2 separate regions of the Salmo salar genome follow, and region 1 is linked to region 2. The links are chromatin contacts, called in public Hi-C maps. All regions are on one chromosome and are shown on one strand. The core of a region is the stretch at or near the end of the contact, and the rest is flanking DNA. Distances in the headings are between cores, read along the strand shown. Region 1 overlaps LOC106568736 (formin-binding protein 1). Region 2 holds the start of LOC106568736 (formin-binding protein 1).

The links. Hi-C and Micro-C count contacts between places; a contact is called where the count stands out from the background.
Region 1: a contact with region 2 is called in a Hi-C map of blood, with 11 times the contacts expected there. The contact joins the enhancer-like site here to the promoter of LOC106568736 in region 2. A contact is called at or near these places in 2 of 3 Hi-C or Micro-C datasets (blood and gill).

Annotation. Positions count from the first base shown.
Region 1 is chrssa01:153,799,195-153,802,063 of Ssal_v3.1, forward strand. LOC106568736 (formin-binding protein 1) reads left to right here. Exons shown (of 19, transcript XM_045692406.1): 10 at 16-204. Among protein-coding and RNA genes, the nearest start is that of LOC123726834, 27 kb to the right of the region's middle. Within about 2 kb of position 1,432, at least 3 of the 13 cell types and tissues checked have an H3K27ac peak or open chromatin away from gene starts, as enhancers often do.
Region 2 is chrssa01:153,703,738-153,706,597 of Ssal_v3.1, forward strand. LOC106568736 (formin-binding protein 1) reads left to right here and starts at 1,330. Exons shown (of 19, transcript XM_045692406.1): 1 at 1,330-1,647. The coding sequence starts at 1,624.

The DNA.
Region 1 (2,869 bases), core at 182-2,681, 96 kb after region 2:
CCCTCTTAATGGTAGCTTATGTCCCTGTTAACGTCCCCGCACCAGCCCCCCCCCGGCCCCCCAGCCTCCAGCCCCCCCTCACCCTGTGCTGTTCCCAACGACCCCCAGTCTCCCAAGCAGAACAAGGAGCCCCTCTCCAACCGCTTCAACGAGTTCATGGCCTCCAAACCCAAAATGACCTGCCTCCGGAGCCTGAGGCGAGGGGTAAGTGTGTGTGTGTCGTGCTGTGGATGTGGTCATCTGTGTGTGAGAGAGAGTGTGGAGAGTGTGTGTGTTGCGTGTGTGCTCGCCTGTCCCCGGGCTCTGTAGCGCCGCTGTATGGCGGAGGTTCATCAGGTGGTGTTGACATTAGGCCTATATTCTTCTGTTATTAATCACTAATTGGCTATATATTATGTGTATTACATCATCATTTTCATGTTATCTCTGGAACATTGGGGAATCATCTCAACCAAAAATTAATAAAAACTGTACTGGGCCAAATCTATCTTGGACATCTGTCTATCCTCCAGCCTCCTCCATTCAGCGTTCTGCCTGTATCAGTCTCTGTGTACCGCTCTCTCTAGCATGCTTCCATAGTTCTGCTCTACCAGAACCACACAGTCTGTGTCAGTCTCTCTCCAGACATAAACTCAAACTCTCCACTTTGAACTCTAAAACTTCTTCACACACAATGACCGTGTCGTCTGAGCTCCCTCCTCATGACAGACATGAGTAGGTGTCCTGCTATATTGTAGCTCTCCTTGAAGTGTTGCCATGATGATGCAATGAAGGAAATCGCAAGTAATACATTGCTGGAAGTAGTAATGGGGAGAGTATAAGCAACTGGAAGAAGTTTTGTTCTTTAGTCAAGAATGACTTCCTCCTAAACAGCCTATCTGGGTCGAACTGAAAATCAATAACAGTATAATGTATAACGATTATGCATAAAGTCAAAAGTCAGAGTATTTTGAATATGATGTTGCGCTGTATGCTGATTGCGTCACTGAGTCTGTCGGGCCAGGCCCCGGCTTTTAGAAGTGCTATTTTAGAAGCAAGCCCCTGAGGTTCAACACACCCTCTTTATCTGCAGACAGACACGCTGCAGCTATCTGGTGTCACGCTGAGTTTCTATTCCTAAACCATGATCCCTGTCCAGGTCAGGCCACGCCCACGGCGCCCCACAAGGCTCCTCTTGACCTCAGGAACGGGCTAGGCTGCTCACGTGTTCTTTCCGGCCTCTACGAATAAAGTTTGTTTATGTTCCTATCTTTTGAAGGGCAACAGAAGGAATGGACCAGAGCCATACATTTCTCATATCTCGGCCCACAACGTATGACGTCTATAAGATCAGAGGATAAATAGTAGTAATAGTAAAACAATGTTCTCTCTGGGACCTTATCAAGGAGGAAATAATTGAAGGTCAGGAGAATGAGGAAATGGGGCGAATCTAGCAGGAAGTGAACGTCTTCAATAGAGGAAGTGGAGTAACAGTCATATTCTAAACGTGCAGGCCAGGGTAGTGGTTTTAATCTGAAGCATTGTTTTCTGTCAATGTTGCACATTTAAGTTAGTCCCTTACTTTATTCCTTTTATGTAGTACTGTATTGCGGGGAAGGGAGAATAAGAAAGTTCTGGTTTTTGTTTTGGTCGGTCAGGGTGACGTATTGAGCACCAGATTACCTATTTTTTAAGATTCATATCGCTATATCTGAATCTCTCAATCATCTTCAACCCTTTTCATATTCCATATTGATTTAGTATTTCTGTTTTTTTTGTCTGTATATTAACATTGTTAAGAATACGTTTACACTTTATTTTTGTGTTAAACTTTATTTTCAACCTTTTTTAAGAACAGTAGAGAAGTCAATTCAAAACAAGAGCTCCTTGAGAGATAAGGACACAGCTGGCACTTAAACCGATTAGCCCAAAACTGACCCTTACCTTAACCACATTTTTATGAATTCTGAAATGAAATATCGGTTTGGGCGTCAGGTGTGTCCTTATAGTCTTTTCTGCTCTGCCCAAGCTGGCACGGGCGGACATATTGCTTTAACGCCTGCTCAGGTGGACAGCACCCCAGTTTAATAGTAATCCAAAATACCTCTTAAAGAAGTATTCCATCTCTGGGTCAGGCTGGTCTAGTTATTAGTATGTATCGTAGTACAGCACTATACTGTACAGGAGCTGTTAATGAGTGAAAATATTCACATTATCAATTTAATAAAGCTCAGTACTAAGCAGAATATTAGTTATGAAATAAAAGTTTATTTCCCTTGATACAGTATCTTTGAGAGGACCAATGTCAGTTTTTGAGCATATTATAACTTTTTTTCATTGACTCGGTTATATAAAATGTGATATGAGTGTGTATTTTAATATCATGCTAGTTGTGTCTGTAGGTGGGGTTCTGGGTTCAGTCTCTGGCTGAGGGCTGCACAGCAGAGGGATGTTTCACCCAGCATGCCCCAGTGGGAGGGCCTGTTATTCCTCAGCCTTCTGGGGCCCGGCCCTCTGATCCAACTCCAGATACACACAGAGAGAGAGATGGAGGGAGTGAGAGAGAGTGTATGTGTGAGAGAGTGAGGATAACTGATGACAGCGTCATGAGAGTTAGTTAGTGTGTGTGTGTGTGAAAGACAGAAAGAAAGAGAGGGAGAGAGATGAATGATGTAAGCCTTTGAATGAGTGAGCGTGTGTGTGTGGGGGGGGAGTAGTAAACCCATTAGCTTCATTAGTAGCCCTGTGCTAATTGATGAAGCTGTTTTCTCTTTCATAACCACGGCAGCAGCCTCCTACTCGCCCTCGCTTGCTCTGTTATCACAAAGACTGGAGGACTCTGGGCATACCCACTTACGCTTTCGAGGCTAGTCAACATGTCGTAAGTGCG
Region 2 (2,860 bases), core at 80-2,579:
TCCCCCTTTCACCTTCTCCCTTTGCTTGTGGACTTGAGTGCACAACACAACAGCTGTCCGTGACCAGACGAAAAATCCTTTCCAAGCCAAACCTTCATACCATAACCGTTAACTGCGACACACAGCCTACATTGTCGTTACCATATTAGCTAACGTCATAGTCAACATAGCTACTAGAACTAACGCATTAGTAAACCCGCTACAGTCATGCAGTACAGTGAACAGCAAGCAGTTTAGCAGTTACACCGGCGGGCCCCGATGGCAATAAATGAATAAACCCAAAAGCTTACCTTGAATTGGAAGAGTTCTAGTGTTGAATAGCCATAGCCAGCTAGCTAACATAGTATCCCTCTCTGTTTGAGCTGCATTCGCTAGCTAAGTAAGTGAAAGTGAAAAAATAGACAATGAAATATAGCTATCTCTCTCGGTCTCTCTTGCTTCTCATTCATTTTTGAGGAAATTATTTTGTTAAAAACTGTTGAACTATTGTCTTTCTCTTTGAGTCAACTAATCACCATATTCTATGTACTGCAGTGATAGTTAGCTGTAGCTTATGCTTTAAGCAATAGATTCATTCTCTGATCCTTTGATTGGGTGGACAACATGTCAGTTCATGCTACAAGAGCTCTGATAGGTTGGAGGACGTCCTCCAGAAGTTGTCATAATTACTGTGTCTATGGAATGGGGTGAGAACCATGAGAACCATGCTTCCCCAGAAAGTGCTGTTGAGTCTACTGTGGAACTTCATTGCAAAACAGTGTGTTTTAATAAATTATTTGTTGACCTGAATATATTTAATATAGTTTTATCAAAAAGGAAACGTTTTAAATGTTTCAAAATTACATTTTTTTAATGAAATTCAATGAGGAGGATGGTCCTCCCCTTCCTCCTCTAGGGAGCCGCCACTGTTTGGAACTCTATTTCTTATTGGTCTATTACCTAACTTACCGCCTGGTGACATCACCAGGCAGGCCAATACTCCATCCAACCAAAACAGGCTGACATTTCAGGCTTTCTTTTCAAAAAAGCTCTTACACTAAACTAATCATTATTTTCACAATTTCACAGTATTATTCCAACCTTTTAGTGTGGAAATATATATAAAACACAGAAATAACACGTTTTTGACTGAACAGGGCCTTTAAATAATCCGTGGCAGTCAGCGTATAGTGTAAAATGCAAATCATAACATTGTAATTACCCATTTCCACACAAAAACAATCTTAATTACTCATCACCAGACAACAACCATCTGTGGATCCACCATCGCCCCAACGATCCCCCGCTACTTCTCCTCTTGTGCCTTTTATGAATGCACGCGCCTCAGCAGCTGTCATTCTTGTTTGAAAAGCGGGTGCCCGCACTCTGCACCGAACAGCACAGCGCCACACACACTCAGTTTGAAGATTATGTTGTGGTTTCTGTCCATTTTTTAGAAAACAGACAGAATGAGGAGGTGAAAAAATCTTGCATTTACGCACAAGGAGGGAATAAGGACACATTCCGAAGGCGCTCACAAAGAGACCGTTTACCTCAAAGAAATAAAACAATTATACCCGACTCAGTGGTTTCGATACACCCCGTCTGAATCGTGGATTATTACGAGGAAATCGCTTTGGAACCATGAGCTGGGGGTCAGAGCTATGGGTAAGAATAATCTCTTCATTTATTAGCCACTATTAGTGGCTATCGATAGTGAGAAACAGCCCGACGACTCAACAGTGCTCGCAAACCAAGCCCGAATGTTTATTAGCTACATTGTAATAACTGCAAAACAAGCTACACCGTCCATTTTCCCAGTCGTCAATCAGTTCATCCCAATGAAGGCTAATTCCAATTGGAAGTCTGTCATGTTCCCTGCCTAACTGACATGTAGGCCATTGATGTGTAGCTAGCTAGCTTGTCCAGACCGATGTGCATGTGTGCCTACTGTAGCCTACATCATAAAAACGATACACACTGAGCTATTTTACGCTTTCAATTCAATTCAATACAATTCAACACAACATAACACTAACATGCTTTTATAAAACACACCGCCACTTGATGTTTTTCACTATAGAGTCCAGGCAGTGCTTGTAGGTCAGCTAGTCCACTACCATTCCAGACCATATTTGTCTCCCGTGTGATCGAGAAAGCGGAAGGCATTATAATACTAACACATTTATTTCATGTAATTTAATGCTTGTTGGTGTGGTACCTGGGTCATCTGAGAATACTCAAATGCTTGTATGAAAATAAACAACAACAGCAGCAGAGCAGTCAGCATTGTAGCTGAAAATTAGGGATGCAGTCAGTGTTTATGACGTTTTGTTTAGGCTAGATGTAGGCTGTACACACATTACATGTCCTATGTCTAAATGGATTTGTCTTGGAACCACACTATAGAACAAGGAGAGTCTTAATAGGAAGGTCTGAGTTGACAGGATATAGGGCTGTGGCTTCTCAGAAGCTACTTTTTCAGAAGCTACTGTTACACACACCACACTGTGCTGTCATTGTCAGCCATGTTGCAATCAGCCAAATGACAGCTGATCTTCACAATGCAGCCAGTCAGCTCTCCTCCCATGTCTCACACATACAACCAAGACAGCATCATAATCAAAACCGGTTGTGCCACAGATTGACATGAACTCGCTTGATTTAGCGAAAGCTGTTTTAACATATTTTAATATAATCTTTTGCATCAATAATGATTTTTTACATTTAAAACATTCTATGATAATGACAATTAAGGGGGTGGGATTACATTTGCATGCTCCTACAAACAGTTGCTAGTGAAAGTCTACACACCCCTTGCACAGTCTTCACATTTTGCTGCATGAAAATTACATCTAAAAAGGATTACATTAGATTTTGT